Linked DNA regions of Mus musculus: regions 2, 3, 4, 5 and 6 are each linked to region 1. The links are chromatin contacts, called in public Hi-C, HiChIP or PLAC-seq and promoter capture Hi-C maps. All regions are on one chromosome and are shown on one strand. Each heading gives the region's core, a stretch centred on a gene start, on an enhancer-like site or on the middle of the called end of the contact. The rest is flanking DNA. Distances are from core to core; before and after follow the strand shown. Region 1 holds the start of Cmas (cytidine monophospho-N-acetylneuraminic acid synthetase). Region 2 holds the start of Etfrf1 (electron transfer flavoprotein regulatory factor 1). Region 3 holds the start of Lrmp (lymphoid-restricted membrane protein). Region 4 has its middle 18 kb from the start of Aebp2. Region 5 has its middle 4.6 kb from the start of Gm32124. Region 6 holds the start of Aebp2 (AE binding protein 2).

Region 1 (4,854 bases), core at 1,756-4,255:
GTAAGAGAGGGCTTAGGGGTCTCTGAGCCCATCATGATTTCCCAGGAACAGTCTGTTCAACCGGAGGCACTGCAACTTCTCAGGTGGGAATGCCATGAGAGCGAGACCGAATCAACAATATGGTCTTAAGTGGACAAAGACTATGGTCACATATGCAGAGGCAGATGGATCTCCTAACACTCTGCTTGACATCAGAAAGGGACAACCCATCCTGAGACAAGAAACTGCAGATTCTCCTGACAGAGCACACCATCTTGTGTACTTATAGTAACAAATCTCATCTGATACCACACACGTGTTCTACATGTTGCTCAGCTGTGGTAGTTGTGGTGATAGTGCATCAAACAACCTAAGGAAAGACTTCTTTTGAGTCACTTTCTGACATCTTTCTATTACTTGCTTAGCGTGAACATTGTGGCCTGTGATGGGGCAGAGTATCATGGTGGAGGGAACACAGTGCAGCAGAGATGTCTACCTCATGGCAGCCAGGAAGTGCAGAGATGAGCTTGGACATCACAGCATGTGGCATGGACTAACAAGTGTGTTTTTCACTGTTTAACCACACTCCCCAAAGAACTAACCAGTAGGGCAGCCTTGTCTGTGACGGGTAAGGGGAACTGTCAGGAAGACAGCTATCTGTCACATCACCTCCAATCAGTCACTTTTCTTCAGGTTTACAAGGGTCAGGAATGCCTGCTGACACCTGGATGTCACACCATCAAGAGAGTAGACAACCAAGAAAACAGATGACCATCTTGTGTCCATGTGACTAGGGCTAAAAGTTGACTCCTCAGAAATCCCGCATGTTCTGCACAGCATCACCTCTGAAGAGATGGAACAGGGGTGTCACCTTTGATTCGAGGCTTGTGCCCAACAAGCCTTACTCTTCCTATCAGTGTCCATGGCTCCAGAGGGGGCATGGGGCTGCGCCTGTCAATGGTTCTACATAGCTGGCTCCTGCTGCTGCTCTAACCCTTGGCTCAAGACAGCAATACCCAGTCCCATAGTAATAGACAGCACGTGCTGAATAAAAGATTCATCTTTTGTTCTTAAGCCTAATTACGGGACATAAAGACTTACCTGTGCATATGTGGTGGGCGTTTGTGTGACTACATGCATGAGTGCCTTGGTACATGTGTGGAGGTCAGAGAGCAACCTCAGGCACTGGTCCTCACATGTCACCTTGTTTGTGACAGGGTCTCTCTTTCGTTGTTCACTGGGTACACCAAGCTGACTGTCCCCTGAGTTTCCAGATTCTCCTGTCCTGCTGTAATTGCAGATGCACTAGACTCTCACTTGGATTTTATGTGGGCTCAGGGAATGAGATCTTAGTTCCTCAGACTTACATGGCAAGCATTCTGTCCAGAGCCATCGCCTCTATCAATTACCCTCCCACTCCCCTTAAAAGATTGTATAGTGTGAATATGTCCACGTGAGACCAAGGGCCTGTGGAGACCAGAAAAGGATATCCAATCTCCTGGTGCGGAGTTTCAGGCAGTTGTGAGCTATCCAACAATGGTGCTGAGAGCTGAACTTGGGTCCTTTGGAAAACCAGTACGTGCTCTCAAGCGCCGGGCCATTTCTCCAGTTCTACCAGTACCCTTTCTGAATCCACTCTGAAAGTCATTTCCTGACATGGGACCTGAGAGTCATGAACAATAATTTTGTTCTCAATCTATGGTCAGTATGACTTCAAACTCTTTTCCCTTCATAGATGTTACTTTGTCCCTGTGGCCTATACATAATTAACTTCTCACTCCTTTGCAGTCTGCATTCTGAGAGGTTTAAAAACACAAAACCAAACAAAAACCAATCGAGAGCTCCGTAAGGGATAGAACTGTGCACGGACCGTCTTGCTATCTCCTTGCGTGTGTATGGAAAAAAGTGGGGCTCAAGAAATGTTTACTGAGCTGAACCAAATTCACGATACTCCCCTATCTCTCCTCAGCACACTTCCTATTACGTGTTATTTTCAGAAGCCAGCTGTTTCTTTAGCTCCACCCAGAGCTTCCTTTGAGTCAAAACACAAAGAAAACTCATACATTTATATCTTTTGCTATCCCATCTTTAAACAATGTCAGTTGGGTGAAAAAAAAAATCTGCCTTCATAATATGGGGAAATCAATAGCCTTCTGAATCAATCATCTTAAAAGCCAAATCATCAAAAGGTAGCAATAAATTCAAGCAGAATTTGGATGCAGCTAGCACGGGCATTTAAATTCCTTGTTGGCAAAGGATTTTTATCTCCCTCCTTTGATGAATGGCATCAACTTGTAACTCCTGATCAATCCGGTGGAGGCCGAGAGGATGCAGAGATAAAAACTGCCTTTAGTGAGGCCAAAGTTCAAGAGGTAGGCTAAACCCATTCACACCCATAAAACAGTCATACCTCGTACACACGTAGGGACCATTTCCTCTTTGTGCTGACTCACAGCCTCACAGCCAGAGAATATTTTTTTCTCAAAGGTGAGGGAAGACTCTCTAAGCTGGGGAGCCCCAACTCGACTCCATTCATGCACCTGCTGCCTCCCGGGCCTTGCAGCACCCGGCAGTCTGCGCAGCCCAGAGGTGACAGGCGCCCATCAAGCAGGGGCGACCCAGGGTCAGGCCTGGGGACCCCGACCCCCGACCCCCGACCCGGGCCCGGCTCCCGCACATGCGCACCTCTGGAAGACCCCCGCATCCAGGGCGGCGCGCAGGACCCAGCCAATGAGCGGAACCCCCGCCAGGCGCTTGATGTTCTTCAGTGGGATGCCTTTGCTGCCGCCGCGGGCCAGCACCAGCGCTGCCAGGTGCGGCGGCTTCTCTAGGCCGCGCCCCGCGCCCCGGCTGCGCTGCAGCTTCGGGGGCCGGCCCCGGGACGGCCGTCCACGCGGGGCGGGCCCCGACGTGGCGGCCCCCTTCTCCAGCGCGTCCATCTTCCTCCCACGCCGCCGCTCCAACGTCTCCACATCCGGGAGCTCGGCCCCGCCGACTCCACTCGGTACCGCCCGCCTGCTGTGGCAGCTGTAGGCCACGCCCACGGCTCCGCCAGCCCCGGGGCACGCTGGGAGTTGTAGTTCCCCGCGCCGTCACCCTGCAGTGGGGCCGGCCAGGTGAGCTCAGAGGAGCCTCTAGTTGAATGGCGCTTTGTGCAGTGTTCAATAATGTCTGGAGATTTCTAAAATAAATGAGAATTAGTCCTCCTCCACTCATCTCCTCCTCTCCAGCCTCTTTCCGTTTTCCCATTTCTTCCTCCCCTTACACCTTCCTCCATTTCTTCCTTCTTCCCTTTTTTTTCCCTCTCCAACCACTCCCCATCAACATACTAGGTAACTTCAGGTCATGAGAAGCTGAGTCGGGTTTACTGGGCAACAGCCCCTAGCCATAAAGAATTGCTTAGTCCCAGCCTAATTGTTTCACAAACAATATTTTGGGCTCTCAAACAGTATGAGAGAGAGAGAGAGAGAGAGGGAGAGAGAGAGAGAGAGGCAGACAGAGAGAGAGGCAGAGAGAGGCAGACAGAAAGAGAGACAGAGACAGAGAGAGAGACAGAGAGAGAGAGAGAGACAGAGAGAGAGAGAGACAGAGAGAGACACACAGAGAGAGAGAGAGAGAGAGAGAGAGAGAGAGAGAGAGAGAGAGAGAGAGAGAGAATGTCTGTAAATGGGCTCAACCTGCAACAGCAGAAAGCTTGGGGCCCCTCGCTGTTGCAATAAATCAGTCTCAACCTGTGGGGATCAAGGTCTATCTTCTCTACCTCACTTTTCTTACAGTTATCATCATCCTCTTTTCTTACAGTTATCATCATCCTCTGCTTTGCTCTCTGACTGGAGCTAGCCTTGAACTCACTATATAGTTCAGATTAGCCAGGAACTCATGACATAGCTCAGGGTGGCCTGGAACTTGAGGCAATCTGGCTGAGCTGCCACTCCCAAGGAATGAATGAATGAATGAACTGAAGACCCTCCCCACTTGGAAACTTCTTAGTCCATACTATAGCATGGATCTATTTTATGATTTAATGCTTTTATATTAAACATCAATCTTCCTATGCTCCTGATTCATCTCCCTCTCCAAGAAATTGCCCCATTTTAATGTCCTACAGGTGCCTCGAACTCAACATTTTAAGCCATCGTCCCCCTCCCATGGGCTTGGCATTCCCTGCTAATTCAGCCAACAGTGTTACCTTCTGCTGGTGTGTCAGCTTTATTAATCCCTTCCAGTGTAGTGCACACCTGTTCCCTTCTAAAAAAAAAAAAAAACTTTTAAAAAGTTGTCTGATAAAATATATTCCTTTGAGAACCCACTGCCTCTCCCCAGGTGCGGGTGGGGTGTAAACACACATTCTTTTCATAGTAACAGTGTGTGACAATCTTGGCCCTTGAAATGTCCTATCTTCCTGAACACAGCTACAAGTCTTTCCAGACTCCTGTGAGAACAAAAGATCCTTCTCTTGTTGAGTTTTTGGATGTTAAAAGACTGTGTAAGTCTGAAGCCTGGGAGTAAAGGGGTGGAGAGATTTGGTATTCTGGAAGAGCCAGGGGGTCTACACTCACTCTGAAGAAAGCCAACCCAAGATATACAGAGAGGAGAGACACTGTCCCCTTTCAACCAAGAAGGGAGCTAATATTGACAGTACTGGACACTTTCACCAAGTCCTTTCTAAAGTGGATCCAAGTTGGATTCTACTGTTCTTTGCCTATCAGCCTTAGAGACACAAAGTCTGGAACAGCACTGGGTGGAAACATTGTTGTCATACGGAGCTAATTCAAACTCAAAGCCTGAAGGAGAAGGAGGCTCTTTGTTGATTTAGCCTTGAGCTGAAGACAGCTGCTGGTCCCATTTCCCACAGTGCCAAGTCAGCAGGAGCTA
Region 2 (4,854 bases), core at 1,198-3,697, 2.5 Mb before region 1:
TTTTGCTTAGAGCCAGACAACTAATATCTTTTGGACTGTATTATTCAGGAAAAATAAAATTTCAAAGTAGATTATTTTTAAAGATGAATTAAAGGTTACTTTACAATTAACTAGCAGAAAATGGAGATTCTCAAAATTCGTCCAAAAATTATTGTGTTGAGCTGGATGGAAGCTGAGGCAGGGGAAGACCCTTAGTTCAAGGAGAGCTATGATTGAAGTTACATAGTGGCACCCTGTCACTAATACTGACAATTGTGACTGGTGTTGCGTTTAGTGTCCAAGTGTACAGATCCTAGTTGATTCTGCTTGCTTCCTCTTGGGAAGAGTAGTGAGTGTCCACTGAGGTTTGCTAGGGTTGACTCATAGTCACTCATGGGCTCCAGCTTCCAGAGTCTTACTGCCATAACCATCTCTCTCTTTTCTCTTTTAATTTCATGGTTTGTTTTCTTTCCCTGAAGATTTAGTGTAATACTGAAAGGTAATTTAACAGGTGTGTTTAACTAATAATATTAACAGTGGGAGTAGGGAGAGAGGGGAGGAGTAATATAATACCAGGATGGTATACCTTGTTGAAGAATGACTTAAAACTATGTGGCTTGAAATTATTATATAGATAAAACTTGGCATTTGTAACTTGTGAAAGCTTTTAGAGACCTGCCTTAGTTCTCCTTCCCAATTGCTTTTCCCACAGAGTATGAGTAATAAAAGATTCGCCTACCCCTGCCCCATGCACTTTGATGGTAATTTATGATACAGTTGATTTTCAGGAATTTTTAGTTTATTTTTGCTGCTGGGAAAAACCTTTAGTTTGCAAACTAGAAAACAACTTAATTGCTGCAGAGACCTGCATGGAGTCCTGGAAGTTATCAAAGTTGGATGAGTGCATGGCTCAAAGTCACGGGCTATTCCAGGAACATGGATATGTGCAAGGAGGAGCTGTAAGTCCTTTCTCCCTGGGGACTTTGAGTAAAGGAATGATGGCGTTGTCATTTTAGTAGGACACTATTATTTCTAATAGGGGCTTGATGCCCAATGATGTTATTCTGCCCCATGATGTTCAAGTGACCAAAAAAAAAAAAAAAAAAGCTGAAGGAAATGGAGACGGCAGTGTATTGTTTCAGTGGTCTAGTGAACTAGACTCAGTATTCCTTCAGACTGTACTGGAAAACTGTCCTGTCAGATTTCCCCATACCAGAGGTTGTGCGACCATACGCCTTTAGATGGTACAGGTACATGACAGGAGAGAGGGGCTAGTACAACCCGTGTCAAGATGAAGAGATGCCAGAAAGCAGCCCTCTTATTACTCACAAATCCTGCCCAGGGACTAGAGGACATCAAAACTCAAAAAAGCATGCACAGAGTCTTGAACCATGGGATCTAACACATCTCTACTATTAGTTTTCCTCTTAGGAGAGAAGTTGATAATGACACAGTGATTTTGAGTAAGGCCATTTCTCCTGAGTCACCATGTTAATTACTGTACTTCCACACCACTTCCTAGTTTAGTCTGAGGTTTTCTGTCACTAAACACTAGTAGTTGCTTTGTTGAATAATTCAAAACAAAGGCTACCTTCCATACCTCAACAGCTAAGATAAAACAAATTTGAATTTATATGCAGTAGGTGTTAAGTTTTTATCTCATTACCAAGGTTCGGAGGGCAGTAAGGTCTTAAGTGTTGTGCAACCAATGACCTTAACCCACAAAAACTAGCTGTCAGTCCTACTGAACAGAACATTTAGTTTATGTAAGGGACAGAGCATTAGTACTCTATCTTGGGTTAGACGGGCCGTAAGCTGGGGTTGGGTTAAAGAACTGTCTCCATTCCTCTACGTCTCAAGTGCCTTTTCTTATGGAGAAGGGCTGAAATTCTGCAGGCTGCCACAACAGTACAGCGCTCCGTGACCTTGGGACAACAATGGCTTACTGGTTCTTAGAAGTCACGTTAAACTAGTGTGTGAGCAGCTCTTGAGAAGGGCGAATGCTTTGCATAGAAACTAAACTCCCACGATCAGTGAAGAATCTGTACTACTTTAATATCAAGGTAGCGACCCTCTTGGAGCTCGCCTTTGTGGCCAGATGACTCCCTGGGGGACCCGCCCGGAACCTATGGCTTCACCTAGTCGTGAGCTGGCGCCATTCCCCAGATCCCCCGGGAAGGGCTCGTCCAGACGCAAAAGAAGCGAGGAAGAAACCTTTTTACAAGGCTGGCCGTGGCGGGCCTCGGCTATAACCCCAGCTCTCAGGAGGAAGCTGAGGGATGCCCGCGAGTTCCAGGTCAGCCTGCGTTTCAGTGTGAGACGCAGCTCTCCCCACGCCCGGAAGCCCTCGCCTAAGGCATACTTCACCACCAGCAGGTCTGGGGTCCAGACGACAGCTTGCTCAGACCGCCTCACTCCAGCGCTTTGCGGCACCACGGCCGTAAATGCTCCGACCGTCTGCCGGAAGTGGGCGGAGCTGAGAGGCGGGGGTGGGCTCAGGGCGGGACTACAGGCAGCAGTGTATGGGACTCGAGGCCGCTTTCTTTGCTGGGGCGGGGCATCAGGCGGAAATGGGCGGGATTAGGTAAAAGCCGCGATGTGGGCGTACCTTATGTGGGAAGTGTGGCTTGTGTAACCAGTCTACGACTTGGGCAGTACTCACCGGAAGACTACAGTGCGATTGCGCAGGTTGTCCTTCGCAAAACACTGGGAGTTGTGAGTGGGCGTGGCCTGTCGTCTTGACAACCGTGAGCGTTCCTGCTCTGCAGAGTTCACTTATCCCTAAGCAAAGTTCCTGCTTCTGTCATGGTAAGCCAGGAAAGTGAGGGAGACAGGAAAGGGGCAAGTGCGGATTCCACTTCAGCGCTGTCGAGGGAGGGCAGGCAGACAGGGGCAGTGCGATCCAGAGGTGGCGAGATCCAGATCTTTGCAGTGACTAAACTTTACTAGCTTCCGGTGATGTACATTCCCACTTTGGCTCTGACTGCCTTGTCAGAAAAGTTTTCATTCCAACGCAGAACAATATGGAGCAAATTTCGTGTGTTGTTTCCCATTCTCCATCAAGAGATCATCAATTATCACACTCGTTGAGGGGAGATTCAGAGTGCATTATTTGTGTTTGCTGGCTGGAAGCCAGAGACACACAAAGGAGAATATTACAGCCCTCCGGCTCTGTCAGTTAAGCAGAATATCAGACACAAGCTTTACCAAGGTAACAGCTGGTGTATCTAAAGCGGAGTAATCAAGCTATTAAGGGTAGGAGAGAAGAAAAGATTGGTGCTTTTCAGTCTCTTTTAAGATATAAGTATGTATTTTCTGTAAGTGGTGGGAAGAAATGGGTAGTGAAGGCCTCCCCTGGCAAGACCCCCAATGGGTCATCAGCCAAGTTAAGACTGCTGGCAAATTACAAGAACAAGCACGTATTTGCTACATCGAAAGGTGGATTTAATTTCTTTTTCCTATCTACATAGCACTGTTTCTCAAAGACTTCCAAGCCATTTGGGGGAATATTTAAAATGTAGATTCCAGGAGGTTGCAGCTTCAAACCTAACTGTATCATGGGGCTTCCAGGAAACAAAGTACCATAAACATGTTTGCTTAAACAGTAGAAACTGCTTACCTCACCATTCTGGAGACTGAACATCTGGGGTCAGGGTGTCAGCATGGGGGCAGGGATTTATTCAGATCTCTCTTCTACTTCTAAATAGTTCTTTAGTGTGTAGCAGTGTAAACTCATTTTTTTCATACGATGCTTATTTTCTTCATGAGGGTCTGTATCCAAGATTCCTCTTTGTAACCTGTACCAGCCATATTGAGCCAGAGGCCTGTCCAGTTCCAGTATCAGCTCTTCTTAATTGGGTGAAATAATTACAGACCCTTTTCATAAGCAGGTCAAACGCTAACACACAAGAAGTTAAGATTTTAGTATATGAATTTGAAAATGCATAATTCAACCCCACAATCTAAGGAAGTATACAATTCAGGAAGGGAAGCAACTATACTGTAAGTCCAAGAGGACAAATTTCTCAAAAAGCTTGTCAGGAAGTCCTTTGCCACTTGAACGTTGAAAAGTTTTACTACTGATGGCTCTTATGTTTATGTGAAGGATAAAGATAGGACTTTCCCCACACCTGTTTCATGTTAGAAATACTAGTGAGGGATAAAAATGTGCCCATCATCTTTAGGATATGCTCTTTGAGGAGGATATTTACATAGCCTACCATACAGTATTTGTTTCAAGATGGAAATATGTTAACAATGTGTCAGGGAATACTACAGCCAGGATAAAAATTATTTGTAAAAATCACATGAGAGCAAAGCCTCCCTCGTTGCTCTCTCCCTGATGAATATTTATGGAGAGAATTTCTGAAATGTGTGCACCTTGCAGGAAGATGTCGTCTAAATCTCATTTACTGTGTGCCAAATTTGGCACTGGCATTTTAGAATGATGTTCCCATGGCTCGAACCAGCCCTTCCTATGTGCAGCTCTTCAGATATGTAAACTGTGTAATTTACACTCAGACGGCCTCTTACAGGTTCTTTACCAGAGAGCTGATGGGCACACAGGCCTTCTCAGGAGTTTACGAATAGCATCACGGGAAATACCTGTACTTGTAAATCAGTATTGAAGGACAGAGCTTTCCAAAAAGAGCAGACTGACTGTAAATCATGTGGCTGGGCAGTCTTCACTTCATCGTTAATTGGCAAACTTGAAGAAACTGATTCTCTCCCCATTTTTAAAAAAAAATACTATCAATCTTATGTAATAGAAAGGTTTCTTTTAGACAGCCGCTACATCTGCAAATTTGAAATAGTATCAATAGTCAGTAATGCGTGGAGATTTAGGGCATCTTTTCAACCAGTCCTTTTTTAGCT
Region 3 (4,854 bases), core at 969-3,468, 2.4 Mb before region 1:
TGACTAACCACTTCCTTATTCTCTGTTGTGGGCATTGGCCTGCTCATCTGGAAAACCAATCCCATCTTCCCACAGCTGGCACATGAATTTGAGATGGGTCAGAACAGTTGCTAATTTATTCACCTAGCTCAAGAGTTTCAGAACAGCTGAGGACATTTGAATACCTTTCTTTCCGACTCATAATTCAAGTGTCTGACTCAGAACTCGAGAGGCCTGGGTGGCGGTGGGGGATGTGTATGTGTGTGTGTGTGTGGCTACTATCCTCACTCTTTGCTGTCCCAAGTCGACCTGCTATGTAGAGCATTGTGAAAATGTGAACTGCTCTCTTTGCCCAAAAGTTGATTTTCACAGGTGTTGAGAGAGACCTTCATGTAAAGACATGGTCTTGAGCAAAAACCCATAGGTGTGCCTTCTCTGGGCAGGCAAAATACACCCATCTACATGTGTTCCATGAATTCTGGTAGCTCGAGAGCAGGTGCATTGAGGAAGGAAGTCCACACATGAAAAAAAAAAAAAAAAAAAAAGCGCTTCTAATACCATTCCAACCAATTGTCTCTGGAGGCTGGGCTGGAGGACCATAACCAGCAAGGAACCCCACAATGGCCTTTGGGATGTGTCATAACTGTAGACACTCCTGCTCAGATGCCACAGGGAACCCTTGAGAAGGGGGACCCAAATTCTTACTTGCTCACAAAACACTGAGATGTAATATCAATTTCATCAAAAGACAGATGTAAGTGGCCGGTGGGTTAGTGCTCTGAGCATGGGCTCTGAAGCACCAAACTGGGCGCAGCTGCTTATCGGTGCCTCCACAGGGTAGCTCTTCTCACAAGAGACCCTTCTCCAAAGCCTCCTGAGCAATGACAACACTGTACCCTCCCTGATTTAAAGAACAGTTTTTATTGCTTTCTGAAACATTGAAAACCAGTGAGCTGTACAAACCAAGACAGTAACAATAAAATATTGAACAATGTTGCTATTCTAAAAGGAAGCAATTCCTTAAACGCCTCAGCCACTTCCTCAGGCCAACAGTGAAAAAGGTACAGAAATTCACAATAAACCCAGACCAAGCACCATTTGGGTCACGAGATAAATGAACTCTTATGTCTGGAAAAAAAAAATCTGTCCCACTAAATTAAGAAGTTCACTGAACAAAAGCAGCTGTCCGGTAAACGGCGAGGCACGCAAGCTTTACAATTTCCATTTCATCTTTGTAGAATAAAGCAGGTTTATAAATAGCCTGACATTTGTAATTTGACACTTGTCTTCTCACATTATTCTTGGTAAATGCTCATAATAGGCCTTTGGCTGGCACACAAAATTCTAAATACCCGTTTCAAAGGTAAAGTATATTTGAGCAGAGGAACGCACACAGTTTAACCCCAGCACTCTGGAGGCAGAAGCAGGTAGATCTCTGTGAGTTTGAGGTGAGCATAGTCTACAGAGAGTTTTAGGTCAGTCAGAACTACACAGTGAGACCCTGTCTCAAAAACAAAACTAAAGTGTGCATATATATCCATACATACACACACACATTTATATTAAGAACACATTAAAAATTTTAAAGCAAGTTTACATGTGTTTAATATTGATACACACTCTTGCACACAAGGGTAAGTTGCCTCTGAGCTAAGTAAGCCCCAGCTCTGTTTCATTTTAAACGGAAAGATAGCCATAGACAAATCTAGCAACAGCCTGGGGTGCGGGGAGCAGGGGAGGGGTCTATGGCCCTGGCCAGAGGCTGAGATCCCGGGAGCGAGAGCGAGCGATGCTAGCTAACCCTTCCACTGGCTAACCCAGCAGCTGGGATCCAGGAAAGCGGCAGAGGCTCTTCCTCCTCATCCTGGGCGACATGAACCAGAGTAGAATGAGCTACTTACACTGAACGCCCCTGGTCTTCAGCTCCTGAGTCTGAGTAGTGCTGGGGACTGTGATCTCCTTCTGGAATCGCTTCCTCTAGTTCTTGTAGCAGAGGCTTGCCTCATGCGCAGGCCCCATCCTGATCCCCCTGACCCATATGCACAGGTCAGCCTGGGTTTGAGCCGCGGGAAGGGCGCTGGATGCTTGTTCTTAGGCACAGGAAACTGGAAATATGCTTTTCTTCTCAGGGAAATGATAAGCGTAGGCTCAACTTCTGCAATTCTGTTTGCACGGGCGGGCGCAGCAGGCCCAGATCCTTCCACCCAGAGAGTCCCTAGAAGCAACTTAAGCTTTCTGTACTCCCCTCTTTCACCAGAAGGCTGTTAACACCGCCTCCTCTGCACCCCTGCACCCCTGCACCCTTGCGCCCTGCACTTCCTCTGCGCAGGCTAAAGGCCAGCCTCCTGGGACAATTGAATAGTTCCTTTTTTCCCCCTCCTCCATTTTTGCTTCACATTTTAAGGACATCTGAGGTGATATCCCTGAGTTTCATATTGCCAAGGCCTCCGGACCCCTGGCTCTATGTGCTCTCTGGCTATGGACCTTCTTCCTAGTGGGCACATCTTGCAGCCGCTTAGCAATGTCTAATGGTTTCTGAATGAAGTCGAAATTTTAAAAAAAGAAAGGGGGGGAGGGGGTGTGTGGAGGGAACGACAGAAACACCCTGAGCTTTCAGTGACACTTCAGTCACAAGTCACTCTGAGAAACTGTGAGGAACTCAAACTTCTTTAGAGAGGACCTGAAAAAATGAAAGCATTTAGAAATACAGGCTCTTGAGTAAAGCAACCCCAGAGCTCACAATCAACTCCACAGCTTCCTCGGGCTGTTTCGGATGAGCACGTGGCATGACTGGCTCCCCACGAGCTCGCTGTGACACCTGCGGCACACAAGTAGGATGTTCTACATTGGGAGCAGGGTGACAAGTTTAGTTTTTACACACCAACACGAGCTATTTAGAGGAAAGTGGGTGCGGAGGGAAATGCGTCTTTGTTTCGTTAACCTTTCTCCTTTGGACTGTCAATCATAGGAAACGGGCAGAGCTTTAGTACCGGAAGTATCTCCCCCAACACAGCTGGAAACTCACTGGATATTCCCACTGTGAACTCAGAGGTCATTCTCTACCTCTTATCTCCCACCACAAATGTCCTTGAGCCTTTAGCACTTCTCATTTGGCTCCCACTCTCCGCTAGCCAGCAAGACTAATCTGTGGCGTACTGATGACTCAGTGGTTACCAGGAACTGCTTGAGTACAAACCTTAACCCACTGGGCCCACCCATTTTGAATTAGGATCAAAGTGGGGGGGGGGGGTAGAGGGAAGACAGCCATCAGTCCCAGGCTCCTTGCAGTTAAAGCCTAACTGTGTGCCTGCATAAAACAGCACTGCTTATAACATCAGAAGCAAGAAGGACCACGGCCCTTTCAGCATCGTTTTGTATATAGAGGCATTCCCCAAAGCTGCTTGCGCGACCGCCTACAGTCGCTTATGCTCTGTAATGGCGCTAAAACAATATGAACAATGTATATTGAAATCTACACTCTTAAATATTTATAGTTCTTACTAAAAGAGGTAATGCTCTTTTGAGATAGGATCTCATATACCCCAGGCTGGTCTCTAATTTTCTATGTAGCTGAGAACTTCTGGTCCTCCTTCCTCTACCTCCCTAGAGTTGGAATTACACACATCCACCACCTAGAGCAGCTTGTGCTCTCATGCTAATTTATGTTACCCAAAAACCTGTTTGCAGTGTCCTGCATGTAGGCTAAAGGAAGCCTACCCCCAGCTGGCTCTGATTGGAAAATAAAGTTGCCAGTGGCCAATGACTGGGCAAGGAGACAGAGGCGGGACTTTTAGAATTCCAGAGTAAGAGAGGAGGAGGAAGAAGGGATCCCACCATGAGAAGGGCATAGGACAGACTATGCCAGGAAGGAGCAGGGGGGAGAGCAGGCTGAAATGTAGGTACGAGGGGGAAAGCAGCCCCAGAAGGGCTGCCCAGAAGGGTCTTGGACAGCAAAGATAAAATATATATTTAGTAAGTGTTAACTCAGGAATATCAGAAGGGAGTGTATGCTAGCTTCGGGGCAGTTTAAGTGCCATTTATCTAGGTAAGGTATATTAAAAATAAACCAACGTGAGCAAAAAGCTAACGCGAACCTACCAGGAGTATAAAGCAGAATTTTAACTATTTGCTGAGACAACCACTAAGTCTAATTTATTCAGTACAAAGACTGGACTTGAACCCAGGGCTTTGAGCATGCTAAGCTGGCATTGCTGCCAGCCAAACTGTCTACAGCCCAGTTCTATGCTCGTACTGTTTGTGTGTATGGTATTGTTAACTACATCATGTATGGTGTTGCCAATGTCAGAGTGTATACAGTACTGTTAGGTACAGTGTGTACAGTACGGTTAAATGTAGGATATGGTATTGTTAATAACAGGTACTGTGTCATGCAGCAGATGTCAGGAGGTCACTTGTCACAATGGCCTAAGCTTTACACCTGATGAAAAGTAACTCTGCCTTCTTCTCCTCAGCCTGTAGCCACCCTACTCTCTGCCTTTTGGAGGCTTAAGCTGTTTCAGATTCCCCATCCTCCATGACTGGAGGCCTAACATCCTCTGGGTTCATCCATGCTGCCATATGCGGTAGAACTCCCTTAAGGTTGAATAAGATTGTTACCCAAGATTGATACATTTTATCCACTCATCTGTGAATGGACTGCTGTGAAGCTCCCATGTCTTAGCCGCCTCCTTACCTTCATCCATTCACATCTAGACACACATCTGGGCTGTTTCTGCATCTTGCTTTTTATGAAATGCAACAGTACACTTGTGTCCATTTTCCACGCGTGCGGGTATGTGCACAATATGCATATCTGCTGCCTACAGAGGCCAGAGAGGGCATCAGATCCTCTGGAATCAGAGATGGGGACGGTTA
Region 4 (4,854 bases), core at 1,702-4,201, 2.2 Mb after region 1:
GAGGAAAGGGCTGGGGCTGTAGGTTAGTGCTCCAGGGTTTGTATGACACGGAAAAGGCTCTAGGTGTTGTGTTTTATAAAAAGATAAGGAGAGAAGGAGTATGTGTGGTGGAGGTGTAGTCAGGTGTTGGGGAAGGGAGTGTCTCTGCGGGCCCATGCTGAGGCATCCTGGTATACTATAAAATAGAGATTGTTTACGGCATACGGAGGGGAGGGAGAGAGAGAGAGAGAGGGAGGGAGGGAGAGAGAGAGAGGAAGGGAGGAAGAGAGAGAGAGAGAGAGAGAGAGAGAGAGAGGAAGAAGGAGGATGAGGAGAAGAAAGAAGGAGGAGAAGGAGGACGAGGAGAAGGAGGAAGAGGAGGAGGAGGAGGAGGAGGAGGGGGAAGAGGGGAGGCCAGCCATAAGCATATGGAGAGAGGGGGAAAGGGGCAAGAGGACAGCAGAGCAGGAGCAAGAAAGCAAGAGAGCGAGGAGGGGAGGCGATTTAGCCCCTTTTATAGTGAGTCAGGCACACCTGGCTGTTGCCAGGTAACTGTGGGGCAGAGCCTAGACAAAATGCTGACACCAGGGTTTTTTTTTTGTTTTGTTTTTTTGTTTTTGTTTTGTTTTTCGAGACAGAGTTTCTCTGTGTAGCTCTGGCTGTCCTGGAACTCACTTTGTAGACCAGGCTGGCCTCGAACTCAGAGATCCTCCTGCCTCTGCCTCCTGCGTGCTAGAACTATAGGCCTAGCACATCACCCTGACCTAATTTTAAAATGATGTGTATGTACAGGAAGTGCCTGAGTAGGGTCAGAAGAGGATGCCAACTCCCCTGGAGCTGGAGTTTGCAAGCTTTTGTGAGCCACCTTGTGCGTACTGGAAACTTAAACCCGGTCGTCAGCAAAAGCAACAAGTGTTCCTCAGTGCTATGCCACCTCTCTGGCCCATAGTTCATTTTTAAAATTACATTATTTATGCACTGTGTGTGTCTGTGTGTACAACATTCATATGGAGGGAGGGCAGAGGACACTGTGGGAGTCACTCCCCTCCTTCTCTGTGGATCCCTAGGATCAAACTCAGTCATCAGGCTTGGCAGCAAGCTCCTGTTCCACTGAGCCCTCTTGCTGGCCCCGCTGTTCCTGACTGTAAGATGAGCCCATGGTTAAGTTCCACCACAGCATTGTCTGTGTGCCCTTCTGTGAAGCCTCCTATTCGATTACTTAAGAACACGTTTGGCTTCCGAAGCTGTGAGCTGTTTGGACAGGATGATTCAATTAGGACACAAAAACGCCTAGGAAACCCCTGTCACAAAATTCCTCAGAATGACGCAAATGCCACACAATCTTCTTGAGGTGGGGCTGGGATGCAAACAGAAAGGTTTTCTCTCCTCTGTGTCATTAAGTGTAATTGCTTCGTCCTCACGATTGCTTTGAAAGGGGGTGGCGGGGAGTCAATCCTGCTCTCCTCAGAGCGGAAGCCACTGCATTATGGATAAGGTTGGCTAGGGAAGAGATCTGTGGCCTAACAGGCAGCAGGGGCTCAGAAGCCCTGACAAGCTTGAGGTCCCTTCGTTCAGACTGGGCTTCTGAGGGGGAGACCAGCAGTCTCCGTTCATGGAAAGTTTGTCAGGCTCACCTGTAAGGTAGGGCAGGGCACCAAGGAGGAAGGTGGCGGGAGTCTCCTGTTCTGTCAGTGGAGAGAGTTTTCGGGGAGTGCTGCGCAGGCCCTGTCCACACAGCCTTCTTAAGTACCCCAGGATTTTCAGCATCATTTGGAATGACAAGGCAGAGCAGGGGAGGGAAGGATGGAAGAAGATTTGCCTCTGTTTGAATCTTATGGACAAACATAAGACCCTAGAGCAGACCCTAGAGACCAGCCATAAAGTCATTCACAGGACAGTGCAACAGACTCAGACAGCAGCTTTGCACAGAAGTGCAACAAACACAGGTCCACGGAGTTCACACATGACCATGACCTTGAACTCCTGACCTCAGATTCAAACTCAGGCAGACCATGACCTTGAACTCCTGATCTTTCTGTTTCTACTCAAAATGACTAACTTCACATTCCTGTGTCACCACCCTGGACTTAGATCATTAGACACAATAAGGCAATTAGCCAGGCATGATGGTGCACACGGGTAATCCAAGAACCAGGGGGGTCATAGCCCAGAGGATCATACAGAGTGAGTCCAGGGTAACCCGTCACAAAAAGACAAAGGAGCAAATGCAGTTATTTTACCTATGAGGTTTTTTGTTTTAATTCACTATTATTCTATTATTATTCAGTTTTGTGTTTGAGACAGGGTTTTATTATGCGTTCCTAGAGGGCCTGGGGCTCTCTGTGTAGATCAGAGACGCTATAGATTCCCCTGAAGTTAGTGAAGCCACCCCACCTAGTTCTGCTCTTATCCTGACTGCATCTTATGTCTGTTCCGGTGTTGTGGTTATTGTTTTTTAAGATTTATTTATTTATTTTATGTATATGAATACACTGTACTGTACAAATGGTTGTGAGTCATCATGTGGTTGCTAGGAATTGAAATCAGGACCTCTGCTTGCCCTGGCAGATTTATTTATTATTATATGTAAGTACACTGTAGCTGTCTTCAGACACACCAGAAGAGGGCAGCGTCAGATCTCATTAAGGATGGTTGTGAGCCACCATGTGGTTGCTGGGATTTGAACTCAGGACCTTCAGGACCTTCGGAAGAGCAGTCAGTGCTCTTAACCGCTGGGCCATCTCTCCAGCCCTATTCAGGTGTTTTTTTAGCCCCTAGTCCCTGAACAGTCAGGTCTGCCTTGGCGATACATGCTGGACTTGCTGTGCCCGACCATGGCTTGAATGCATAACTGAAAGATCTACTGAATGCATAGCCAAATGTCACTAGGTTCCCCTAACACCCAGCTAACAACAATCCCATTGTGGCTTCCGCCTTTTAAATGTTCTACTCCTGTGCTTCAGTGCCAAGGGAAGAGCCTGCTCTGGGTTGCGGGCTAATAAAGCCCTCTGTGTCCCTCCTGAATGCTGGGGACGGAGGGACCTGCCATTGCCTGCTTTTGCTTGTAAATTGTATCTGCTTGAGACAGGAGCTCACACTGTAGCCCAGATTGGCCTGAAACTTGGGACGAAGCTTCTGATTTAGTTTCCTGGGCTCTAGGATTAGACGAGTGAGCCATCTTTTTTTATATCTAAACGTGTAAGTGAGGAGCTGATGAGGTGGCCCTGAGGTTTTAAAAGCCCTCAGTGCTCTCTTGGAGGGCTGGATTTTGGATCCTAGCACCCATGTCAAGCACAGAATGATACCTGGAACACCAGTCTCTAGTGGATCTGATGTCCTCTTCTGGATCTTGTAGGTGCCTGCACACATGTGGCACAGACACGCTTACATACATGTTTTAAATGAAATACACATTGGGACAAGCAAGTTATCTGTTTTCTCCATGGCTCTGAGTCCCTTGGTATTCTGTCTGGACTCCACTCCCTCAGTTACCTGGCAACATCCAGGTAGGCCTGGTCTACTATAAAAGGGGTTGCTTGCCTCTTCTCTCTCTCTTACTCTTGCTTTCTTGCCTCTTGCCCCCCTTGCTCCCCCTCTCATCATTCCCTTCCCCCTCTCTCCACCTGGTCATGGCCGGCCTCTACTTCTCTACTCTCTCCTTCTCTCTGCCTTTCTCTGCCTCTACTACCCTCTTATGTCCCCTCCCCATGCCCTGAATAAACTATTCTATACTGTATCATCTTGTGGCTGGTCCCTCAGGGGAAAGGATGCCTTGTCATGGGCCAGTGAGGCACTCCTTTCCCCCATACCCCCCGACTCCCATAGAACATATTCTTATATTTCTTTCTCTTTTTATGATTACAACGGAGCCCATGTCCAGTTAATAAGTCTTTGTCTGTGTTAGATGGCTGCTGGGAAGTGAGGGGTATTTGGAGTTTTAGAGCCAAGGTGTAACCCAAAAGTCCTGCCAGCCGATTCTGGAAAGCTATTCCCCACCCCCAAGTGTGTGTGTGTGTGTGTGTGTGTGTGTGTGTGTGTGTGTATGTATGTATGTGTGCTTGTGGGTCCACATAGTCTCTCCTCTGGGCTAGGCCAACTCTTAGCTTTCCTTTTCCTCCTTCTGAAGCATGGGACTGTGGGTGTGGGCTACCATGCACCATCCCAGAGCAGTCCCTCCAGCTGAAAGCTCTCCCGTTCAGCCTGTCTGCAAGGCTGAGCTTCACAAATGGATAATTTGTCATCCTTGCAGGCAAGATCCAGCAGGCAACAGAGAGAGCCAGGTTCGTGCATGGAGTATGTCAGGCAGGGTGGAGCCCCTGAGGGCTACAGAGTTTGTTAGAGAAAGTGGCTTTGGCCAGGCTCTCTTTAGAAACGCAGCCAGCCCATTATCCTCTCCTCTACCTGAGACATAGTAACAAGCAACAGAAAGCCAAGGTTTTGTCAATGCCAGCATTCTTCCCGCAGGAGCTAATCTCCCTTTTATTAAGCCGCTCCTGGGGGTCTGCTCAGGCTAAAATGGGAATGAAAGATTAACATTAAAAAAGAAACACAAGAGCCCCTTAAATGGCCCAGTGGGTGAAGCCTGGGAACCGACAGGTTGCCCTTTGACCTCTCCATTCACGTGCCACTCTTCCCCACCCCCCAAATGCCATCAAGATAGCTCAGTCTGTAAAGGCATCAGCCATCAAGTCTGATGATGGGAGTTCAATTCCTAGAACGCAGGGGATGGAAGGAGGGAAGAGAAACAGGAAACAGTTTTTTCAATAGTTTACCTAAAAGACATCGGAATCTCTGTAAGACAGAACCCGGGCGTTCTACATATTCATAACCTGTGTGTGTGTGTGTGTGTGTGTGTGTGTGTGTGTGTGTGTGTGT
Region 5 (4,854 bases), core at 693-3,192, 2.1 Mb before region 1:
CCTCCTCCTTTTCCTTCCCGTCTCTTCCCCTTGCTCCTCCTCTTCCCTTCTTTCTCCTTTCTCTGCTCTGGTCTGTTCTATGCAAGCAGCTTTTCTTGTCCACACCCATCCTGCCATGCTTTTCTGCCTCTTATAGGTCCAGAGAGATGGAACAAGTGACCATGGCCCGAAATCTGAATCTGTGAGCCACAATACATGAAGTTTCCTTTATGCTGACTTTCTTAGGTTGGCACAGTAAAAAGATGCTGCCCAGAACGGGAGGTCTGTCTAGGAATCTCTGTGTCTTCACTGTGCAGCCATCCCTTGGGCTCCTATGTCTCACTCTCTGTCAGATCCGGCAGGTGTGGCAGAAGTCACCAGGAGCTTGGCCATGGAAACTGCCCCTGTAAGGATGGAGCTTCCGAGCGACACTGCACTGAAGGATCAGGAGGCCTCCGTTGCTTCTGCAGGCATCGAGGGGGGAATACTCTTTCTGCTCCTTTCTAGCTTGCTGGCTCAGGGCTCCTTCTTCCTTTGTTTTACAAAGCACACCACTCCAGTCTCCAGTCCCCTGTCCCTTCTCTGTGTTCTGACCCTCCTGCATCCATCCCTCTTCCACAGAGGATCTTCCGAGCTAAGGCAGCACAGTCTCCCCATCTCTTTAAACTTAATTCCACCTGCACATTCTCTAATGAGGGGGAACTTTTGCTAACTTCTGAAGGTGTCAGCCTCCCTGAAGGTCATTAATCTAAGAAATTGCTCTCAGGGAATTTTTAAGGATAATTACTGGAACCCACAGACATGAACAGCATGGGAGGGTGGGTGTGGACCCTTTGACTTCTGGGCTGTAGCTTTTCATTAAAAGAATTTTTTTTTTTGGAGTAGAAATGTTTGAAAAGCATTATCACGCTCATATTTACAGTATAGAAAGACCACAGAAAGTCCTACAACCTTCCCTAGGAAGGTTATAAAGGGCACGGATACATGGAAATTGACTTTTTGTTTTTTTAAAGCAATGTCTGTTTGGATGCATGGGTAGAGCACGGATGTTCATTTCCACCCCCTCCCCCTGTTCCCTTCTACCTTATTGCCTACTCAGTTCCCAGAAATCCTTAATTTGCTTTGTGCAGGACTTAAACTCTATCAGATGTCTTCTCCATATGAATTTATGCTGCAACCACTCTGTCCAAGTGACAAGATTAAGTGACAAGACATTTGCTCGACAGTGCTTCTCAGAGTGCAGACAATGACTTGATTAAGGAGTGCGTTATGTATGCTTTGGATGTGACTGTGCCCCCAGGCCCGGGCATCTGAACACCCGTTCCCAGCTGGTGGTCCTGTGGGGGGAGATACGGAGCCTTCAGGAGACGAAGCTTCTCTGGAGGAAGTGGGTTGCTTTTGGGGCGGACCTCGAGGTTTGTGACCTGACCCCACTTCCTGCCTGCTGGTGTGTGGAGAGGTGAAGACTCTCAGCCGTACCCTCTGCTCCCCCAGCAGTGAATTCCTCGCCTTTCCCTCTGTACCCTTTCAAACCATGAGCCCCAAAGAGCCATTCCTCCTTTTAAGTAGCCTGTTTGCCAGAGTGATAAGAACTGGTCCAGAAGACATTCAGGAACAGCTAAAGCATTTTAAAGAGAATACAGGCTGCAGGAGGCTCTGTACAACTAAGAATCAGATTCCGGACACGCTCTGTGTTGGCTCTCACTCTACAGACACAACGAGTGTATTGTTAGCAGCCCTGCAGCTGCTTTGTCAGGTACCTGGGCTGGGACAGAACAGTGGGCTTGAAGGCACTGACTCCGCAATCAAAGTGAGGGAAGAGGTCCCGAGGTCTGAGGAACACCCAAGGGACAAGAGAGAGGATGGACATCTCTTTGGCAGCTTGGTGTCTACTCTGCACACTGAAACCATCCCAGGTCTGACTCAACAAAGTACCAGCACGGAGTCATCCGACCACTTCCTGGGTTTTCCCCCTCAAAGCTTTCACACCCAGCGTTGGCCTGCACTCCACCCTGCCAGAGGATGAGCTCAGCAGGCTGCGCAGGCGCGAAGGCCTGACAGACTGCTATGTAATGGTCCCCGGGGGCACCGGGCTTCCATCCCTGGAGGCAGGAGATGGAAGAGGGTTTGAACAACAGCAATTAGCTGGGGATTTTCTCCGTGTCTTGGTGAGAAACATCTGACCTCGAAACAAGTCTTTCTTTGGTGAAGAAGGGCGGTGTGTGCCTTACAGGAAACTCAAACATGACTTCAGAACATTACACACTGGATTAGGCAGAAGGGCACATGTGTGGCACCAGGGGGTGGGGTGGGGGGAGCTCGCCTCTGATTTTTAGAGCAGAAATACAACCGGAGCTTGAGTGAGGTTGTCAGCGGGGAAGCTTAGGCATGCTCCAGTCTGAGGGTCTTAGGCACTCACCGTTGGCAGATCACCGCGCCAGCCCTTCCTCCCCACCCCTTATTTCCTTCTTCTGCCAGCTTGCGCTCTCTGTTCTTCCCTATTTAAATATTTCTTCCTACTCAGAGCCCTGTAAGCACTTCATCACCAAAGTCTTTGATCTAGGAACAATAGCAGCCGTTTGAACAGCAGAAGAGAAACACTTGTTACATAATTTTACTTTCTCTCCAGACTTTGAACATATATCACCAAGTCAGGAAAACCTAGAGTGAAAGTTTCCAGGGCCGACCACACTCCAACCACACCCCGCCCAAGGCCCGACCACACCCTGATCAAGGCCCACCACGACTGACCACGCCCCAAACACGCCCCAACCTCCCCTGGCCTGCCTGCCTTTACATAGTGTTTTTATTTCTCACTCAGTTTGGTCACACTTTTCTGAGGCTAATTATGCACCGGCCTTGCAATCTTTACAAGATTTGCACATGACAAATTCTGATTTGCTTGTTACGCAGGGAAGGCAATCTTCAAGATGAAGCTTCATAAATAACCAAAAGGAAGACTTTTACACTCAACAGTAAAGCTAATTTATACTCACGAAAATTTTTTTTCTCCCACCATGCATTATACAGTGTCAGGCATAATATTTTAATCCCTACACTTTAGCACACATTTCAGCCTTCCTGGCTTTGATTGACCTATGGCGTCTCACTGCATCTTCATGGATTGTGGGACACAGAGGGCGGCAGCATATTATGGGCTGGAATGTGTTATTTTTCCACCTCTAAGTCTCCCTCACTTTCTTACATGGACACACACACACACACACACACACACACACACACACATACACAGATGATTATATTTAATGGTTTCCAAACTAAAATGACATCCCAGTCTCTTCTCTTACCTACCTGCTCTCCATTGGTTGTGCAAGCCTAAGTCCACCTATCAAAAGCAGCTCCAACAGTGTTTACCCAGCGAGTGGTGCACACCAACAATCTAAATATAGACACCATCTTTCCAAGTCCGCACCATGAAGCACTTTCAGTGACCCACCAGGTAAAGATGTGTCCCCACCAACAAGGTGCGAAGAGATCTGGTCTCTAGAAATTAGCACTGCTAATTAGCACATGACCTTAGGAGACAACATGACCTTCAGCAGAATATTATCTGTCTTGTTTCTTAGATTATGAAGAGAAAGGATAGGGAAGTGCTTGGAAGCCAGTGTGGATACTTAGATCTCTCACGTAGGCAACTTGAAAGGCCAACTGTGTCCATGGTTGAAAAACATTTCTTTGAGCTGTTTTCTTGTTTTGAGTCAGATCTTAATGAAGCTCGGGCTGGCCTCAAACTCACTATATGGGGTTTTTTTTTTTTTTTGGTTTTTCGAGACAGGGTTTCTCTGTGCAGCCCTGGCTGTCCTGGAACTCACTTTGTAGACCAGCTGGCCTTGAACTCAGAAATCCGCCTGCCTCGGCCTCCCGAGTGCTGGGATTAAAGATGTGCGCCACCACGCCCGGCTTGGATATTGGCCTTTGAACTCTAAAGCTTCTTTCTGCTTCTACCTCCCTGGTGCTGGGACTACTGAGGCGCACACTACCAGGTCCAGAATAAGCTATTTTTAAAACTTGTTGTAACTGACGTTGGAGAGGGATACTCCTGAGCTGAGTGTCCTAGGCACAGGGCAGCAATTCCTTCTCTTTCAATCCTAGGATCCAGACTTGACTGCTTCTGCATTTGGAAGGCAGCCTCAGCCATTTTCTCATGCTGAGACGTCGGGTGGACAGGGCTGGGCTTAGCATCCAGTTTCCTGCACACAAACCCAATCCCACCCTTGTTCGTCACTGACACCGCAGTGAGCTGGCCCCAGGTTTTGACTCAGAGATGGGAGCGTTATTTACAGAGAAGAATCGCCTCTTTTGCTGGGCTCGCTATGATTGGTTTATTAGCAGTGTAAACTCGATTTATGACACGCATCAGGGCATGTATCAGTGTAAGCCAGTGGGTCTCTCCAGCTACTTTCATAGGTGAACGTAAGCCTGCTCCCTCCACTGTGAGGGACCCCCATGCTCTTTAGGGAGTGAGGCTCTGCTTCTTTTTCTTTCTTGGTTTTCCCGCAGAACCCCAGTTACACAGACTTTTCAGAAGAGATGACAGACAGGTCCTTGGGATGACTGGCAGGGTGGAGAGCTCAGGTGCTATGAAAAGGGCTCACCATGCCATGATTGACTGAGAATCCTCTCCATGCTCCAGAAGACAGCCTACTTGAATGCCTCCCACCACGGACGCTCAGCTGCCGCTGGGTACCAAGCCATGCAGATATGGAAGGGATGCCTAAAACCCTAAGCACAGGGGTGCTCAGGGCCACCTGAGCCACCTGCGCCACCTGGGTGGCTCTTGAGGCTGGTGCATGATAGCCCCAGGCTGGCACACACTCCTGCCAAGAATCACGGGCACCCTGCAAAGCAATTCAG
Region 6 (4,854 bases), core at 1,311-3,810, 2.1 Mb after region 1:
CTGTCGTAAAGATTGTTGGAGAAAGAGCAAGTAGTTACTTATCTCAGTTTTAAAGTGTCGAAAAGAATTCCTGAGGTTTTTCCAGGCAGTCCCTATCACTGACTAGGAACGTGCTCATCTTTGCTCATCCCTTATCACTGACTAGGAATGCGCTCATCTTTGTTGGCAACCAGAATCCCTAAAGACCTCAGGGTGCTGTAACTTCAAACCAAAGCAAAGTCCAAGGATGCCGTGGTGAGGGGCGAAGGTAGGTAAGGTTGAATTCTCAAGAAAGAGCAACTGGGTTATATTAGGCCGACACCCTTCCCCCTAACCCCAAACACAACCCACGGTGAGAAATCACTATTGACTTATAAATTCTAATCTTCAAAAACTAGCAGGTGGTCAAAAGTAAATGCTAATGTACCTTAGGAACATTAAGCATGAGGTTCTTTGGATTAAAAATCAACTTCGATTATGAAATTTTACAATCAAAAATTAGAGCAGCAACCAAAACATACATTTCTTAAATGTACTATCTAGAACAGTGGCAATTACTCCAGATACCTCCCCATACATGACTGCAAAAAAAAAGTCACCACGGGGGATGTGACTCCCACATCTTAGTACCACTGTATATATAATGGTGCTTTTGTAAGCCACAGTCTACTTTTTTAAACCTGCACGCCTGTATCTTGTGACTCCCAATTATTTCCGATTCAGCAAAGCAACTGTAAAGGACATCAATTCAAATCTACTGTTCCTTTCCACAATGCTCTTTCTGTGTTTTAAACTTGGTCCCTCAGATTTGATGACCAAAACTCAAATCCCCTGAGATGATATAACTGACAGATGTGAGGGATCTGAGAAGCAGAGATTACACATAACGGACCAGCAGTTCTTTTTAAAAGTAAAGCAAAGCCAGGGGTGGGGGTCTCCTCCCTGCACAAGTTAGTTCTGTGAGTTCCAGGAGACCAGCCATATTGGAAAACACTTGTCAATTGCAGTTCTGACAAGTGTTCCCGAACACCGATGCACGAAGCTAACCTTGTGTACCGAGGTGTACATCAAGGGCCTCTGGAGCTCGGCTGGGGCGTCTGGGCCATTTTGGGGGGGCTGTCTCCGGGACAGAGTCGTCCTTCGATCCGAAAGGAGAACCGCGCGCCGAGGAAAGGAGGGTGGGGAAAGGAGAGTTGAGGGGGGATGGTGAGGAGTTGGAAGCCGCTCAGCGGCAAGAGGGGCGCGGCGGCCGCCCGGGATTTCCAAGTTGAGATCTGGGGGGGAGGGGCTGAGAATCAGGGGGCGGGAGATCCCGGAGAGAAAGTCCCCAGGTCTGGGGTCCCAGAGTCTGGGGCAGGGGAGATTCCGGCGAAGCCGTTCCCAAGGTGGGCAGGCGGGCGGGGCAGGGAAGGAGAAGCAAGAAACGGAAAGGACTGCGGCGAGAAAGTCCCCTCGGTCCCCTCGGCGGAGCCCGGGAATCTACAGAGCAAGGGATCGCTGCTAGAAGGGTCCCCCCCGCCCCCCGCCCCGCGCTGGGCCAAAGGGTCCAGGAGATGGGAGGGGATCGGGCAAGGAAGTCAGCTCAATGGAGTCCAAGAGGAGTCCCCTAGGTCCCCTCTGTGGGGTCCGGGAGGAGTCCCCTAGACGGGATCCACGCAGAGTCCCCTCGAATCAGGAAGAAGTCCCCTGAGTCCCCCTCGTCGAGGTCCGGGAAGGGTCCCCTTGGCGGCGCACTGACCTGTCCTCCGAGTCCATGCGGCTCAGCGGCTCCCCGTCGGACGACATCTCCAGGCTGCCCCGCCGGCCCCCGGAGGTCGCGCTGCTCCCGCCTCCCCCGGTGCCGTAGCCCTCGTCGCCGCCGCTCGACACCACGCTACTGCTGCTGCTACCGCCACCGCTGCTGCCCGGGCCGCCCGGGCCGCCCCGCGGTCCCTTGGGCTCCTCCAGGCCCTCCTTCCCGTCCCCATCGCCGCTGCTGCTGCTCGCCGCGCCCGGGCTCAGCGAGCGCGTCTCGTCGCCGCTGCAGCCGCCGCTGCTGCTGCCCACCAGGCTCTCGGCGCTGCTCTCCTCCTCCGCGCCGCCGCTGCTGCTGCCCTCGTCCTCGTCGTCCTCCTCGTCCTCGTCCTCGTCCCCGCCCGCCTGGCTGGCGCTCTCGGGGCTCGGCTCCGACATGGTCTCCGCCTCGCCGCCCCCCGCGCCGCCGCCCGCTCCCCCGTTCAACAGCAGCGCGGCCACCGCCTCTGCCTCCGCCTCCTCGTCATCCTCCTCCTCCTCTTCCTCCGGCGGCTCGGCCCGGCCGCGCGCCGCGGGCCCGGGGCTGCCGGGGGACAGCGGGCTGAGGCGGGAGAGCTCCTCCAGGTCGGCCATGTCGGCGAGCGCGGCGGCCATGGCGGCGCCTGCTGCTCCTCCGCCTCCTCTCGCCGCCGCCTCCTCGCCCCCGCCACCCCCCGCTCCGCGCCCGCACGCCCCAAACTCCGCGCGGCCGCCGCAGAGCGGGAGGAGGGCCCGCGGGGCTGCGTCAGGCTGCACACGCGCTACGGAGCCCGCGCGGGGACACGCGCCGGAACGCGCGCACTCACGCGGAGGAGGCAGCGCGCCTGCGCGCCGCGGCGGCCCCGCCCCTCCAGAGTTTCTTTGGGCCTTCCCACGCCTTCCCGCTCCGGGCGGAGGCGGGACGAGCCCTCGAAACCCGAAGTCGGTGGGGATTTTCACAGCCCTGGACTTCTACAGAGAGAAGGAGAAGCATCGGCTCAGAGAGAGAGAGAGAGAGAGAGAGAGAGAGAGAGAGAGAGAGAGAGAGAGTGTGTGTGTGTGGTTTGCGGGGGAGGTGGTGTCCTGTAGAAGGAAGCCGTAAGTGGAGCAAGTGTCTGGCCGTCTGAGCGCTTGCCATACTCAAAAGACAGGTCTCAGACATGTGCAGAAAGTTCGATAAATCGGTTTTTTTTTGTTTTTTGTTTTTGAAGCGCCGAGCCGATGTCCACACCGCGGAGGCAGAGGCTTGACTCGCAAGCCAGGCTTGCTTACCTGTCCCGATGTCCCAATGACCCAAGGAGGGCAGCTCAGACGAGGCGGGCGTTGCTTTGGCTCGAGATCCTCGCAGGTTTTAAGTCCTGGAGCTTCTAATAAAATCTGGGGTGACACTTGTAGGCAGGCTGAGTTCTTGGGGTGTAGCGCTGGCCGTTGAGGGCTCTAACCGCTCTTCCAGAGGAGCCGGCGGTCGGTTTGCAGCACCCACAAGGCGGCTCACAACTGTCTAATCCCAGCAGCTCTGACCACATCTCCCGGCCTCCCTCCCAGTCTGGTGGGTGGTGCACACAGGTACCTCACCTAAAAGGCACACCTTTAACCCCAGCCCTAGGGTGGCCGAGGCAGGAGGGTCTCCGAGATTCCGAGGCCAGCCTGATCTATATAGCGAGTTCCAGGCCAAACTGAAATCCTGCCTCACAAAAAGGGAGGGTGTGAAGAAGAAAGCAGGGAAGAGGTTACTACTCCTACTAATGAAAGGCTCCTCCCTATCCCCAGGCAAGAGTCAAACCTTCCCTTTACAGCTAGGGAAGCATTGCATCTTCCTGAACTTCTCGGTAAGGGAATGCTTTGTAAATAAGCTTTTTGTAAAATAAAGACCTGGAGTTTATGAGGAAGGCTGGTGAGCAGCCCACATCACACCCTGACTCCGGGGCACATCTGATGCTCTGGAGTGGGGAAGCAGTCTCAGAGAGCATTCCCTCATTCATTCTTAGTAGATCTTCACACACAAAGAGAGAGAGAGAGAGAGATCCCCCAGGTGGAGTATTTTCATGTTTCTAGAATTCACTGCCCTAATTTAAAAAATAAACATAATAAAAGAAACAACATGTAGTATGAGGCTAGAAGGGATTGTTGCAACTTTGAGGCCAACTAGTGTGGGCCACAAGGAAACCGCCCCACAAATATCTTAGTGTACAGTTGCAGCCTTAACCTTTGGATACATACTATCACACGTAATGTTCCCCCAGTGGAAGGAAACATCCTCAAAAAAAAAAAAAAAAAAAAAAGAAAAGAAAAGAAAAAAGAAAAAGAAAAGAAAAGTTTCCTCAAGGAAAAGCAAAAATTAAAATGATAATATACAATGTAGCTACACTGGCAGGCGTTAACCTCAAACTCTAACTTTCAGAGTCATTCTTGCAGATAGATCAGGAATGTGTTGTCATCCTGGATTGTAGACTGAGGATCACCAAACTGGACTGGAATAAAGCATGACTCAGTGTATGTGGCAGCTGCTCTAAGGCACATTAGAAATTAGGACTGACCTAGCAGAGGAAATTCAAATCTTTTTATCTCCCCCCACCTTCTAAGAATATTATGCAAATATTCTAATCCTCCCCACCCTGTAAACCTTTGTTTAAATAAAGGCCCATGGCTCTATTCTAGAAACTTGGTGGCCTGGAGCCTTGACCTTTTTCTCCTTGGACCCTCTTCCTCAGTTTCCTGGGTGATGATCTTTCCAGATTGGCCAACTGAATAAAATTGTAAGGTGGGAGCCCAGCCAGTGGGGAAACACACAGCCACCACCTGAGTTAGAGTTGTGTGTGCGGTCTCAGGAGCACACCCTCTTGATCCAGAGTGGTTGCCTTGTCTGGTCCCTTCAGTTGTAATGATGCTCTCTTTCGTTGTGACCCCAACTCTCTTGCATGCCTATTTATCAGTTGTCCACTGTTTATACTTTATAAAATGTATCGGTTTAGGCACCGTCCTCAAACACACCAACTACAGTACTAATACGGTCACTGATTCTATCCCTCACACCTAACACCTTGCCCCTTTGCCTTCTTACATTTGGCTCTGCTGTTCCAGGCACCAACTCTGCCAAACAGGCAAAGCCAGGATGTCCTCGGG

The links. A called contact is a pair of places that touch in the nucleus more often than the background predicts. HiChIP or PLAC-seq counts read pairs in DNA pulled down with a chosen protein or histone mark. Capture Hi-C pulls out chosen DNA fragments and counts their contacts.
Region 2: a promoter capture Hi-C map of adipose tissue shows a contact between it and region 1, with 4 times the contacts expected there. The contact joins the promoter of Etfrf1 here to the promoter of Cmas in region 1. A contact is called at or near these places in 3 of 39 promoter capture datasets (hippocampal neurons, liver and pre-B cells) and 1 of 9 other capture datasets (adipose tissue).
Region 3: a contact with region 1 is called in an H3K27ac HiChIP or PLAC-seq map of embryonic stem cells, with 4 times the contacts expected there. The contact joins the promoter of Lrmp here to the promoter of Cmas in region 1. A contact is called at or near these places in 2 of 39 promoter capture datasets (the HPC-7 cell line and pre-B cells) and 1 of 115 datasets of contacts at active chromatin or transcription factors (embryonic stem cells).
Region 4: an H3K27ac HiChIP or PLAC-seq map of embryonic stem cells shows a contact between it and region 1, with 3 times the contacts expected there. The contact joins the enhancer-like site here to the promoter of Cmas in region 1. A contact is called at or near these places in 6 of 39 promoter capture datasets (the 3T3-L1 cell line, 3T3-L1-derived adipocytes, the C10 cell line and 2 more), 1 of 484 Hi-C or Micro-C datasets (CD4 T cells) and 3 of 115 datasets of contacts at active chromatin or transcription factors (double positive thymocytes and embryonic stem cells).
Region 5: a contact with region 1 is called in a Hi-C map of CD4 T cells, with 2.7 times the contacts expected there. The contact joins the enhancer-like site here to the promoter of Cmas in region 1. A contact is called at or near these places in 2 of 39 promoter capture datasets (the C10 cell line and pre-B cells) and 1 of 484 Hi-C or Micro-C datasets (CD4 T cells).
Region 6: a contact with region 1 is called in an H3K27ac HiChIP or PLAC-seq map of extraembryonic endoderm stem cells, with 13 times the contacts expected there. The contact joins the promoter of Aebp2 here to the promoter of Cmas in region 1. A contact is called at or near these places in 6 of 39 promoter capture datasets (the 3T3-L1 cell line, 3T3-L1-derived adipocytes, the C10 cell line and 2 more), 5 of 484 Hi-C or Micro-C datasets (B cells, CD4 T cells, CD8 T cells and 2 more), 6 of 115 datasets of contacts at active chromatin or transcription factors (bone marrow-derived dendritic cells, embryonic forebrain, embryonic stem cells and 3 more) and 3 of 9 other capture datasets (adipose tissue, embryonic stem cells and liver).

What each region holds. Positions count from the first base shown.
Region 1 is chr6:142,754,837-142,759,690 of GRCm38.p6, reverse strand. It overlaps Cmas (cytidine monophospho-N-acetylneuraminic acid synthetase), which reads right to left and starts at 3,005. Exons shown (of 8, transcript NM_009908.2): 1 at 2,665-3,005. The coding sequence starts at 2,918. LOC115490443 (a long non-coding RNA gene) reads right to left here and starts at 2,383. Exons shown (of 2, transcript XR_003956544.1): 1 at 1,081-2,383; 2 at 1-824.
Region 2 is chr6:145,208,740-145,213,593 of GRCm38.p6, reverse strand. Etfrf1 (electron transfer flavoprotein regulatory factor 1) reads right to left here and starts at 2,447. Exons shown (of 3, transcript NM_133688.3): 1 at 2,342-2,447. Casc1 (cancer susceptibility candidate 1) reads left to right here and starts at 2,624. Exons shown (of 16, transcript NM_177222.4): 1 at 2,624-2,787. The coding sequence starts at 2,785.
Region 3 is chr6:145,119,133-145,123,986 of GRCm38.p6, reverse strand. It overlaps Lrmp (lymphoid-restricted membrane protein), which reads right to left and starts at 2,218. Exons shown (of 19, transcript NM_008511.4): 1 at 1,881-2,218.
Region 4 is chr6:140,603,133-140,607,986 of GRCm38.p6, reverse strand. No RefSeq gene overlaps it. Among named protein-coding and RNA genes, the nearest start is that of Aebp2, 18 kb to the left of the region's middle. Within about 2 kb of position 2,951, at least 31 of the 459 cell types and tissues checked have an H3K27ac peak or open chromatin away from gene starts, as enhancers often do. A contact at or near this core is called in embryonic stem cells, where this site is marked.
Region 5 is chr6:144,899,894-144,904,747 of GRCm38.p6, reverse strand. No RefSeq gene overlaps it. Among named protein-coding and RNA genes, the nearest start is that of Gm32124, 4.6 kb to the right of the region's middle. Within about 2 kb of position 1,942, at least 178 of the 459 cell types and tissues checked have an H3K27ac peak or open chromatin away from gene starts, as enhancers often do. A contact at or near this core is called in pre-B cells, where this site is marked.
Region 6 is chr6:140,621,208-140,626,061 of GRCm38.p6, reverse strand. Aebp2 (AE binding protein 2) reads right to left here and starts at 2,560. Exons shown (of 8, transcript NM_001005605.2): 1 at 1,718-2,560. The coding sequence starts at 2,367.